Linked DNA regions of Mus musculus: region 1 is linked to region 2. Evidence: chromatin contacts called from public HiChIP or PLAC-seq data. All regions are on one chromosome and are shown on one strand. Each heading gives the region's core, a stretch centred on a gene start, on an enhancer-like site or on the middle of the called end of the contact. The rest is flanking DNA. Distances are from core to core; before and after follow the strand shown. Region 1 has its middle 25 kb from the start of 1110028F18Rik. Region 2 overlaps Slc7a6 (solute carrier family 7 (cationic amino acid transporter, y+ system), member 6).

What was found. HiChIP or PLAC-seq counts read pairs in DNA pulled down with a chosen protein or histone mark.
Region 1: a FOXA1 HiChIP or PLAC-seq map of pancreatic cancer cells shows a contact between it and region 2. The contact joins two enhancer-like sites. A contact is called at or near these places in 3 of 115 datasets of contacts at active chromatin or transcription factors (bone marrow-derived macrophages, extraembryonic endoderm stem cells and pancreatic cancer cells) and 1 of 9 other capture datasets (pancreatic islet).

Annotation. Positions count from the first base shown.
Region 1 is chr8:106,558,621-106,565,044 of GRCm38.p6, reverse strand. No RefSeq gene overlaps it. Among named protein-coding and RNA genes, the nearest start is that of 1110028F18Rik, 25 kb to the left of the region's middle. Within about 2 kb of position 3,689, at least 137 of the 459 cell types and tissues checked have an H3K27ac peak or open chromatin away from gene starts, as enhancers often do. A contact at or near this core is called in pancreatic cancer cells, where this site is marked.
Region 2 is chr8:106,187,715-106,193,979 of GRCm38.p6, reverse strand. Slc7a6 (solute carrier family 7 (cationic amino acid transporter, y+ system), member 6) reads right to left here. Exons shown (of 10, transcript NM_178798.4): 3 at 4,238-4,363; 4 at 1,497-1,641; 5 at 706-829; 6 at 384-487. Among named protein-coding and RNA genes, the nearest start is that of Slc7a6os, 20 kb to the left of the region's middle. Within about 2 kb of position 2,154, at least 26 of the 459 cell types and tissues checked have an H3K27ac peak or open chromatin away from gene starts, as enhancers often do. A contact at or near this core is called in pancreatic cancer cells, where this site is marked.

The sequences.
Region 1 (6,424 bases), core at 2,440-4,939, 370 kb before region 2:
CACCGGGATGCAGGTGCAGGTGGATCTCTATGTTCGAGTCCAGCAAAGCCTACATAGTGAGTTCCAGGACAGCCAGGACTACATAGAGAAACGTTGTCTCAAAAACCACACATGCACACACACAGTAATAATAATGATGACAATTAGATAGTGAACAATTGAAGAAACCCAACATCAACCTCTGGTCCACATCTCCAGCCGACACATGTACACACACACAAACAAGTACATACATAAAAAAAGAAAAGCTCTTGAGATGGTTATTCAAAGATGGCATCCTGAGAAGCTGACACTGGGCTGTGCCTGAGGAGGTAGGGGCTGTCTTGCCACGCAAAAGGCAAATGCAGAGGCCCTGAGAGAAGTGAGTTTGATTTGGAGGGAGGGACTCTTAACCACAGTGTCTTGTGAGGGTAGGTGTTTCAGCCTTGACCCTCTAGTAAGTCCTATGAGTCAGCACTGTCTTCCAGGAGTGCTGTGGTAGTCAGGATAACTCAGGAGGCCTTTTCTGCCCTGCCCGCTCTCCTAGCCTCAGAGCTTACTAAGAGGGCCGTGGGGACAGGAATGGCAGGGCCAGGTTTCAGCATTCTTGACCCACCCATCCCCTTTCAGATTCCCACTCCATCCTGCAGCTTGCTGGGGGCTGAGAATAGTATGACATTTAAGGAATGATCAGGGCTCCTGGCCCACCATGGATTGGAGAGGGCCTAAGAAAAGATAACAGCAATAATAACAGCAGGCACCTCTTACCTTAGCTTTGTGTCAGAATAGGCCCTGATACTGAGTGTTCCTCAAATACCATCCCATAGGGCTCCCTTGGGCTATTTGGGAGAAGTCAGGCTGTAAGACACACACACACACACCTGCCACTACAAGGTCTGTACTGCTAACCAGGGCTCTACTTTCTGACTGGCTCCCAGTCTGCCCTGGGGCCCTGAGAAAAGAATCTTGCGGCTCCAGTCTGCCAGGTTTGCAGCTGACACAGGCCCAGGCAGGCCCTGGCCTCCCTGTTGGTGACTGTGGATGGTTCAGTGAAAGAATCAGGTTTTGCTGGCTCCAGAGGCGAGCTGAGTCAGGACTTTTCCCAGGGTTTCCAGGGCTGGGCCTGGCCCTTCACTCAGCACTGAGCCCAGACCCAGGGAAAGATGCCCAGCCATTGGGCGCCCTCCATCCCATCCCTTTCTTCACTTGCTTCCACTCCAGCTCTTCTGCTCCAGACATTCTGGCCTGCCTACTGAGCCCTGCCAGCCCCTTCTGCATATAGCTTTCACTTTCTGTTCCTCTCAGTGAGACACACACTTGTGAGCTCACTCCCTAAGTCTGTGCTCAGACACTTCTCAGCTATGCCTTCTCTGACTACGAGAACTGAGTCCTCACTCCAGTTTCTTTCCTCTTGGCCCTACCTCAGCTCTCTCTTCTCCTTAGTAAGCCCCACACATTTAGCTTTTATGAGACAGTTTCTCATGCAGCCCAGGCTAGCCACATACTCTCTATAGTATATAGGCAAGGCTGGCCTCGAACACTTGATCCTCCTCCTTCCACCACCCAAGCACCAGGATTAGAGGTCTATGCCACTGCACCAAGACTCTACACATTTTAAAACCAGAGTCCGGGCTGGTGAGATGGCTCAGCGGGTAAGAACACTGACTGCTCTTCCAAAGGTCTGGAGTTCAAATCCCAGCAACCACATGGTGGCTCAAAACCATCCGTAAAGAGATCTGACGCCCTCTTCTGGAGTGTCTGAAGACAGCTACAGTGTACTTACATATAATCAATCAATCAATCAATCAATCAATCTTTAAAAAAAAAAAAACAGAGTCCCTGACATGTCAGTTTGGATTTTTAGCTGCTTGCTGAATTTCATTTTTTTCATCACCAACAATGGTACCTGGCATAGAACAATTTGGTCAATAAGTAGATATTATGTGGGCTCGAGAGATGGCTCAGAGGTTAAGAGCACTGACGGTTCTTGCAGAGGTCCTGAGTTCAATTCCCAGCAACCACATGGTGGCTCGAAACCATCTGTAATGGGATCTAATGCCCTCTTCTGGTGCATCTGAAGACAGCGACAGTGTACCCACATACATGAAATTTTTTTAAAAAGTAGTTATTATGTAAATGAATATAAAGACCCTGGAATAATGCCCACTACACGCAAAGGGGCCTCAGAAGAGGCTGGAAGGACTGACATAAGAAATAGATATATCTTGAAAAACCAAAAAAAAAAAAAAAATATATATATATATATATATATATATATATATATATATGAATAATGGTGCCTTTAATCCCAGCACTTGGAAGGCAGAGGCAGGTGGATATCTGACTTCAAGGCCAGCCTGGTCTACAGAGTGAATTCCAGGACAGCCAGGGCTACACAGAGAAACCCTGTCTCAAAAAACCAAAAAAGAAAAAAAAAAAAAAAAGAAATAGAGAACCACGGTCACGTGGGCAGCCCTGCCTTCATGCAGGACCTGAATAACATCTGAAGGATATTTTTGTCCCGTGTGCCTGCACTTTGGCTCCAGCTGTAACTTCTGGCAGGGTAAGGTGTGACCTTGTGATATTGGTCAAGTGTTCTACCTTGGAGTGTAGTCCAGGAGGCACCTCAGTTGGATGCTGTTCTTTAGTAACCACCAACCTTTGTTTGTTTGCTTGTTTGGCTGGTTGGTTGGGTTTTTTTGAGACAGAGTCTCTCTATGTAGTTCTGGCTGTCCTGGAACTGGCTATGTAGCCCAGGCTGGTCTAGAACTCAGAGAGTTCTGCCTGTCTCTGCCCCCTGGATGTCAGCATTAAGTGCATTTACTGTCGTGTCTGGCAGAGGTTTGAATCTCAGGATAAAAAGAGGTCTTCGGACGGAGATACCTCGGTTGGTAGAATGCTTGCTTGCCACTCATGAAGGATTACGTTCAATTACACACTTCATAAACTAGGCGTGGTGGTATATTCCTGTTAGGTTAGCATTTGGGAGGCAGAAACAGGAGAACAGCGGGTGAAGCTACATAGAGAGTTCAGATTGGAACAGCCTGGGACACCTCAGGTGTCCTCAAAGAAAACATAAAGGCCCATCCTTGTCACTCTGTCTCTCCAGGTATCTACCTGTGTAGATCAGGCTGATCTGGAACTCTCAATTCCTTTCAGCCTTCCTCTTAAATGCTGAGATTACAGGTACGCACCCTGGTGTGCCACCACACCCAGCCCAGCACTTCTCCTAACTCTCTCCATTTCCTTTTCTTGACTTTGTTCTAAACTTACTCATTTTATTATTGTACGTGTACAGATGTTTTGCCAGCATGTATGTTTGTGCACTGTGTGCACACCGGGTGCCCATGTAAGTCAGAAGAGAGCTTTGAATCCCTTGGAACTGGAGTTATGCTTGTGAGTCACCATGCTGGGAATTGAATTTGGGGCCTCTTGCAAGAGCAATACGTGCTCTTAACCACTGAGCCGTCGCTCTGGCTCTCAATTCCTTTTTAAAAGGAAGACATAAAAAGCTCGTTGAGAGACCAGACCATAAGCAGCTCTTTGGTAAGGGTCGTGGCTCATCAAGCAGCGTCCGTTCAGACACCATCCCCATCATCAAGAGAGCTTTTTCATCCACTGACTCAACAAGTATTTACCGAGCATGTGTTCTGTGCAGGCGGAGCTGTCTTCGCAGGCAGACTTCCATGTAAGGTATGCCACAGCCAGTGGCCCTGTGGCATGTGCCCTCCCTTCCTGTGGCCCCACCCTGCCAAGCCAGGCTGCAAAGGCCAGCCCCAGCTGTGGTTTGGGAGAATGGCGCCCTCTGCTGGGAAGGAAGGGGACGTTCCGTTCCTTTGGGCAGTCTTCCCATGGAAGCTCACCTTCCGCGGAGGATCCCTGTATACGGATGTGTATGGGATGCCGTCACTCCCATCAACCTCCTACATCAGTAGGGCCAACGGTCATCTTAAACAGCCCTCCCGTGCTAGGCATCCTTCAGAGAGCGGAAGCAATTTGCCCAAGGCCTCATTCAGAAGGGCAGGATCTGAATTTGGTCTCTGACCAACAGTGGCAGCTTACACCTTTAATCTTGCACTGGGGAGGCAGAAGCAAGTAGATGTCTCTGAGTTCGAGGCCAACCTGGTCTACAGAGTGAGCTCTAATACAGCCAGGGCTACACAGAGAATCCCCTCCCCGTCTCAAACAAAACAAAGCAAAAAAGAAAGCTGAAGGTGGGAAGGAAGGCTCTGCCTTCTTTGTGAGCAGGTGATCCACGGAGTTCCCCAGTGAGTCAAACTAGACACATAAAGGATGGAACGCTGGTGAGGGGGCTGCTCCAACTGTCAGTGGTGGCCTGTCACCTAGCTGACCTCTCAGACAGTCCCTGCCCTGACTGGACTTCTGGCCATATTCTTAAACCCCTTCTTCAGGCCACACAATGACTGGGTATGCAGAGTTACCTACACCTTAATGGAGGGGAAAACCCCAGGAAAGACTGCTTAGGTCAGCCACAAAGTCAAAAGGCCTGCTACTAGGATGGATGACCTCACTTGGGGTGAGGGGTGTTTGTAAGGAGAGTGTGGGAGGAGGGGGCTGAGGAGATAGGACTCAGGGAATCCAGAGATCTTTCTCAAAAGAAAGCTCAAGGGGGCTGGGTGTGGGTTTGTTTTGCTGTTGTTTTGAAACCGGTTCACCAGGAAGCTGGAGGCTGGCTTTGAACTCTCACTTTGGGATCTTTGGTTCAGGCATCCTTAGAGAGTCACTTTTTCTTTTCTTTTGGGCTTTTTAGAAGCCTGGGGACAGATTTGAGAAGATCTGACAGGCATTCTCAGTACCAACTAGCCATTCCAGGTTGAGCCTTCGACTCCAGAGAGCCCTGATCTCAATCAGTATCAGCTGACCTGGAGGCAGCTTTGAAGCCTCCACAAAGCAGATGCCCTGGACCGTTTGACGTTAGAAACAAAACAAACCCTTAGGACTTATGTTCACAGATGGTGGCGGGGGCAGAGCAATACCAAATTGGGATTGATGGAGACAACGGAGGGGCCCCCACACTATTGTGCAAACGTGACACAAAACATGATTGCAACACACCGGGTAAACGTTGGAGGGCACACACAGCTGATAAACTACAAAAAGATCAGCCAGATACCCAGGCAGTCCTTGTTAGCATGCCATCCCATTAGTTGTGTATGTGTGTGCAAGCGGGTGCAATTATCACTCACCAGGAATACTTAAAGATAGTGACTTACACTCTGAAATATATTTTTTTCTTTAAAAAAAAAAAAAAGCAAATAAAATCAAACTAAACCACCACCACCAACAACAAAAACTGCGGGGCTGGAGGGACGGCTCAGCAGTTAAGAGCACTACCTGTACTTCCAGAGGTCCTGAGTTCAATTCACAGCAACCTCAAGTAATGGAATCTGATGCCCTCTTCTGGTGTGTCTGAAGACAGCTATCTATAGTGTACTCATACATGAAATAAATCTTAAAAAGAAAAACCAAAACACCCTTTTTTTTTTTTTAAAAGTTTGTATGTTCATTTGTGTGTGGGTCTGGGAACAACTTTAGGACGTCAGTTCTCTGAGTCCCAGATCAGCAAGCACCTTCCCCTGCTGAGCCATCTTACCAGCCCCTTGTGTCTTGCTCTGGAACCTACTGACCACAGATCCAAAGTCTCACCTTGCAGCCCGGAAGCATATTCACAGCGGGAGAACGATCAGTATGGCACACACCCTGACCACCGACGCCAGGCCTGTACTTCCCAGACGCTCAGGCCAGTGACCGTTTCCCCATTGTCAAAGTTGCCTAGATTCATTCACAGAGGCCAGGCTTGGCTGTGAAAAGCCATTTCTCCCCTGGCACCCTCCACGAATCCCAGGAGGGAAGCCGAGTGAACAGTGGCTGTTTGGTTTTGTGCAGCTGCAGGTAGGATTTCCCTGCTTCATTCAGCCTCCAAGAGGGGAGTCAAAGATAAGGGGCAGCAGGTGCGACTGGCTAGGACATCCGATCCCCCTGCTTATCAACAAGAACAGCAGGGGGACCAGAGGCTCAAAAGAAAAAGCAGGAACAGCCTTGGTCTGAGGTACAGAGATCAAGAATAGGTGAGAAACCCACATAATTCCCTTGAATATTATTATATTATCAGTTAAGTGCATATGCATGGGTATGCAGGCCACTACCACACACGTGGAGTTCCTAGGACAACCTGGGAGTTATCTACCACGTGGGTCCCAGTGGGCACACTCAGGCTGTCAGCTCTGGTGGCAGGCACCTTCAACTGCTGAGCCATCTCACTTGGCCCCAAAGTTCCCTTTAGATTTCATTAGGTGACATTAGTTGTCCTGATATCAAACCTAAGCATACAACCCAATCACCTGGGGTCTGTCTATAACTCAACTGCAGGCTCCACCCCCAGCATTCTACTCATCAGGTGACAGCTGGGGCTTCTAGGTTCAGG
Region 2 (6,265 bases), core at 905-3,404:
CAGGGATGCTGTGCTGTGTTCCCATCACCTAGTGACATCCCCATCCCACCAGGGATGCTGTGCTGTGTTCCCACCACCTAGTGACATCCCCATCCCACCAGGGATGCCCTTATTCTGCCACCAACAGCTACCACAATGGCCTTTTCTTTTTTAATTTAAAGAGACACAAGGTCTCCTTGTGTAGGTCTGGCAGGACTCAAACTTGGGACCTTCCTGTTTCTGCTGGGATTGCATAGCCCTTCTTTGAAATGCCACTGTGGGGTTGCAGAGATAGAACAGCAACTAAGAGAAGCACTACTCTCTTACCCCTGAACTAGAGTTACAGATGGTGGTGAGTAGCCATGTGGGTGCTAAGAACAGTCTAGTATCAGAAACCAAAGTACCTTGATGAAGCAAAGATGGATGCATTTAGGCCCCCGAAGCAGGACAGAGCAACAGCAATGGGGATGGTCCAACTGAACATGCCGAATGTCTGGTCAGCAAATGTCTGAAGGCAAAGCAAAGGAGGGAAACAACACAGGAGAGCTTTGCTACCCTCCTCTTATCTATGATCTCTGAACAAAGGCAGTCCTCGATAAAATGCCTACCCTCTGCCCTATCTAGACCCACGACGAACACTGCAGAGCTAGATTAGCTGCAGAAAAAGATTACACCATTTGGGAACAGGGGCAAATGAGGACAGCCCTCCTCCCCCAAGAGACTCACCACAGCCACAGCGTCACTCTTATGGACATCCTGAATGTTCAGCACTGTGTAATAGGCCACGTTGGTCAGGATGTAGATGAGTGTCACAATTGGCATAGAAATCCCAATGGCCAAGGGCAAATTCCTGTCAGGACAAGTGAAATAAGACTACCTAGAACCAAGCTCTGCTGAGAATCAAAAGCCATCCAGCACCCCCTGGAATTTTCCTAACATTTAACAGTTCACTGGCTGCCAGCTCTCTGAGATGAGCTCCTCTTCTCTGTATGCCTCAGGGCGGGTAAGCTTCCCATGTTCCTGGGCATTTTCCACTGAGAAAGAAGAGCACTTTCCCTGAGAAGGGACTCACGATGAGTTTATCCAATCTCATTAGGTCCAATGAGCCACATGTGGCTTTCTAACCTTCTTGCATCTGTGATCTCAGGATAAATGCAAGGAGCAACATCCTCTAGAAGCTAGAGGTTAGTCTGGTGATCTGGTAGGCCAGAGACAGTCTCAGCACCACAGGGCTAAAGCCTGCCACCTCAGCCCTAGCTGGGTCTGCTGCTGCCCACTAAAGACCTCTCCTCTTTAGTGGACCCTGGATGCTCTCCAATGGAACATGAGGGTGAGAGCCAGGGCTTTCCCACATTCACTCACTCCCATCCTAGCCCCCAACCCCTCCTAACTGGAGAAGGGGAGCAGGGAGAGGATGAGGGGAGGGGAGGTCGAGGGAGGAGCTATGGGAACAGGGCAACTGCGCCCACCATCAGCAGGAGTTCCAGCCAAGTTGGAGAGTGTGATCTCGCCTTTACCTTTCTGGGTTTTTGATTTCTTCTGTTACAAAATTAAGGGTGTCCCAACCTGAGTAAGAGAAGAGGGCAGAGTACAGGGCAAGAGAGAGGTCTCCCACATTCCACGAGGAACCTTTAAAGGCGTCCTGAAAGTGCTCAGTGTGTCCTGTGGGGCAAAGACGGGTGGGAGACCAGGCAAAAGAGAAGGGAGATAGAAGGAATGTGAAGAACAGAAAGAATACAGAGGGAGAATTAAAAAGATGAAACAAAAGGAGAAAAAAGAAGAGAGACAAAAAACAGGGCAGGGGAAGAAAAAAAAACATTATTTAATACGAAAGGAGCAATAACCAAAACCTCCCCACATTCACTGCCCCATCTAAAACTAGGTAATCAAGAAAGCAAAAGCAGCCCGGCTGCACTCTGAAGGGACACTTCTTCCAGGGCCCTAAGGAATGTCCATTTCCCAGAGGTGACCTCAGCTCTTCTTCCTATTTTGATGTCACTGGTCATTTCACACAGAGGAGTAATTTCCACTCACAATCAGACCCAGCACAAAGTCTGGGCTCAGATCACTGTATGATTTAGACATGTGGTTCTATCAGTCTATTTGCAGTGGGTGCGGTGTGGCTGTCTGGGGCCGGAAATCTAGGGCTACAGAGTAAGCCAGGTCTTATCTCATAGTGAGCCAACCCCACCCTTCAGAGCAACAAACCAAGACAGAGTGATTCGTCACCTTTCCTGGGGGCCTCTGGGGACCGCAAATAGAAAACCTACCTAGCTTCTCAAGACAGACAAGCAGACAGCATGGAGTTTTGAACAGGAGTCGGCCTCCTAAAGGGCTTGTCATCACCCCCTGAAGAAAGCCTAGACTTAGAGTAGAAAGAAGGCTCGGTGGCCAACCCCTTGGAACTCCAGGGAGATCTGACACCCTCTTCTGGCCTCAGGACCCACACACATGTGGCATATTCACACGAACAATATATATATATATATTAATTTTTACATATATATGTGTGTGTGTGTGTGTGTGTGTGTGTGTGTGTGTGTGTGTGTGTAATAGAAAGGTTACACCCAGAACTCAATGTGGCAAAAAGGTGTAGGTGTGCAGCAAGAGCTTCCATGGGGTCTCAGTGGTTCTCTAAGGCACACATTGCAGAGAAGGATTACTCAGTAGCCCAATTTTACTATAAGATGCTCCTGAGACTCCAGTGACATCTAGATGCCTAGCTGTAGTCACTTGCCCAAAGCTGTGTTTTTATGAAGTGTATTAGGCAATTCTTAGGCAGGAACTTTATGCACTAGTACCAAGTGACTACAGCCAGGCATCCAGATGTCCTTGGAGTATCAGGTCCTTAGGACCAAACACACATAAGAATCTTTTAATTTTTGATTCAAACTAACAGGTCTGAGATGAAGGCTCAGCTCCCTAGGTGACTGTAAATACTGCCATGTTTAGGGGCTGGTAACAGAACACTGGCTGTTAAATGAGCAAGATGCCCTTTGTCAAAGGCTTTAGGATAGCCTGGAAAGCCCACCAGTGTCTCTGATCAGTCTGCTCTGATCCCAGAATGAAAACCTTTCAAGAGCCAATAAGTAGCTGGATATGGTGGTACATGTCTTTAATCACAGCTACTGGACAACATGCTAAATTACAGGCCAGCCCAAAATATAGTTCAAGACATTATCTTTAAAAAAGTTTTTAAAAATTTTAAATTAAAAGGACTAGGGATGTGGCTGAGTGGTAGAGTCTAATATAGCACACATAAAATTCTGGTTCCATCCTCAGCAAAAGTTAAAAAGAAAAGAAAAGAAAAAAAAAGGGGGGGGGGCTGGTGAGATGGCTCAGTGGGTAAGTGCACCCGACTGCTCTTCGACTGCTCTTCCGAAGGTCCGAAGTTCAAATCCCAGCAACCACGTGGTGGCTCACAACCACCCGTAATGAGATCTGATGCCCTCTTCTGGTGCGTCTGAAGACAGCTACAGCGTACTTACATATAATAAATAAATAAATAAATAAATAAATCTTTAAAAAACAAAAAAAGAAAAAAAGTGGGGCAGTAGTAGTTGCACACCTTTCTTTAATCCCAGCACTTGGGAGGCAAAGGCAGGCAGATTTCTGAGTTCGAGGCCAGCCTGGTCTACAAAGTGAGTTACAGGACAGCCAGGGCTATACAGAGAAACCCTGTCTCGAAAAAACAAAAAAAAAAAAAAAAAAAAAAAAAGAAATGCCAACATAGGAAAGACAATGTCCATTTTACAACATTCTGACACTTTTTTAGAGCTGACTTTTTTTGGGAGATTCCTCAATATAATGTTTAACACAAGTCCAGATAAACAATAAATACTGTAAAACGACCATGCACCCCTTCCCTACTGCCCATCTCCAGGACAGTCAGGTGTCCACTCACCGCTTGGTGACTACAGACTACAACCGGGAGGCAGTAATCTACAGTCCTGGATGACTACTGTGAGTGACCCAAGTTTCAAGAATTCCCAGGAGCTTTCCTGGCTTTCTGCAATGCTCTGTATTTCCACAGAAGCCCTAAGGAGAACCTGACATTTAACACATCCAGTTAGTTGGCCAAGCTACCCTGGCTGACAAATCCCAGGAACAGATTCATAACCATCTCTCATGTTCCCTGACAACACTCTAGAATGTACTATAAACGTGCTGAAAGATGAAGCTGAGTCCCCACATCCTCCTCAGGAAGCCAGAGACCTCAGAAGATAGTGACCCTTCTTCCCACCTCAGCCCCTCTTACCCTGACACAGTTTAACAAGGCCCATGATAATGATGGCAATGAGTGCCAGGACCTTGGCATACGTGAATGTGTCTTGTACTCGTGTGCCCCACTTGACGTAGGCACAGTTCACAAATGTCAGCAGACCTAGAAGGGAAAGGAAAACCATAGTATTACTGGCAGGCTTAGGCTGAGCACACAAGACCCAGACTCTCTATGGAAAGGATTCTTCTGCCCTTCCTGGCTGAGTTAGAGGAACAACTGAACAACGAGATGTGGAACGCAGGAAGAGCACACAGGCCAACCCATAACGTATGAATACCCTACACTGCATCCTAAGCTACTAGGGCATGTATGAACAGATACATGCTCTAAACTGCCAGAACAATTTCTGGAAATGTTCCCTAGCAACAAGAATGGCTGGTTAGTCTCACTTCACCCACTCTTCCCCAACCATTCTCCCAAGGTGCCAAATGAGAGGCACGAGACCTGTCCCTAGTCACAGACAGTAGGGACAAAAAGGATCCATCAACAAATGAAGTAAATTTGAATTCTGATAACCAATCACCTAAAGTTGTGTGTGTGTTTGTTATACACTTGACAATTTCCCAGGCATCCTTGAATCCTTGATTACTAATTCTCACAACCCCCCAAATACAGATGTCTGTTCCCCATCTTATACATGAAGAAACTCAGGCTGAGAGAGACTATCACTCCCAAGCTTTCATCCCCAAGTGCTTATGATCTCCCCACCCCTATGCCAATGTAAACCAGCTAATTCTCATCAGATCCCATAGAGAATGAGCCTTCCTCAGAGCTTCTTAGACCCATGCCAGCCCTACAGCCTCTGAGATGCACACTCATGCATCTCAATAACATCTGAGCCCTGTAGATTACTGATGGCTGTGAACTGCTAGCTGATTAAAGCTTAACCGACAGCCAGGCGTCATGGCGCACGCCTTTAATCCCAGCCCTCAGGAGGCAGAGGCAGGTGGATTTCTGAGTTCGAGGCCAGCCTGGTCTACAAAGTGAGTTCCAGGACAGCTAGGGCTACACAGAGAAACCCTGCCTCAAAAAAAACAAAAACAAAACAAAACAAAAAAACAAAAAACAAAGCTTAACCCACAAAGAGAACGCTGTTCCTACAAAATAAGAAAAGCTTTGATCTAGGGGAGAACATAAGAGCAATTATCCAAGGGCTTCTATAGCAACAAGGTACATCAGTGACACCTCTAAGTACTGTCCCTACCCTTCAAAAAACAAAACAAAACAAACAAACAAAACCTTAATATACACCTTGCAGTGTTGTGAGTGCAAACAGTCCCCATAAGGCTCAGATATTTGAATGCTTAGTCACCAGGGAGTGGAGACGTTCGAGGATTAGAAGGATTGAGAGGTGTGGCCTTGATGGAGAAACTGTGTCACTGCGGGTAGGCTTGAGATTTCAAAAGCTTCTGCTACTACTCCAGCACCACGAGTGCCACCATGCTCCTGTCATGCCCCTGCTATGATGATAATGGACTAACCCTCTGAAACTGTATGCAAGCCCCCACCTAAATGCTGTCTTTTATAAACTCTTGGGGCCCATTCTCTCAGCCATGTGCTCGCACTCCCACCTACTACTCCTTTAGGTGGACTCTCCCTTATCTATGCCAGATACACATACAAAGAGTTTTAGCCTCTTCTTATCACAGCCATTACTGACATCTACTTCCAACGCCTAGCTTAGCCCCTACTCCTTCTAAAAACCTTCCCCAAATAAACTGGGCACTCCAAACCTATGTTTCTTCTCCCCTTCACATTCTCACTTCACAATACAGTTTAGCATCTGTCTCAGGGTTTTACTGCTGTGAACAGACACCATGACCAATGCAAGTCTTATAAAAGACAACATTTAATTGGGGCTGGCTTACAGGTTCAGAGACTCAGTCCATTATCATCAAGGCAGAAGCATGGCAGCATCCTGGCAGGCATGGTGCAGGAGGAGCTGAGAATTCTACATTTTCATCTAAAAGCTGCTAGCAGAATCTTGACTTCCAAGCAGCTATG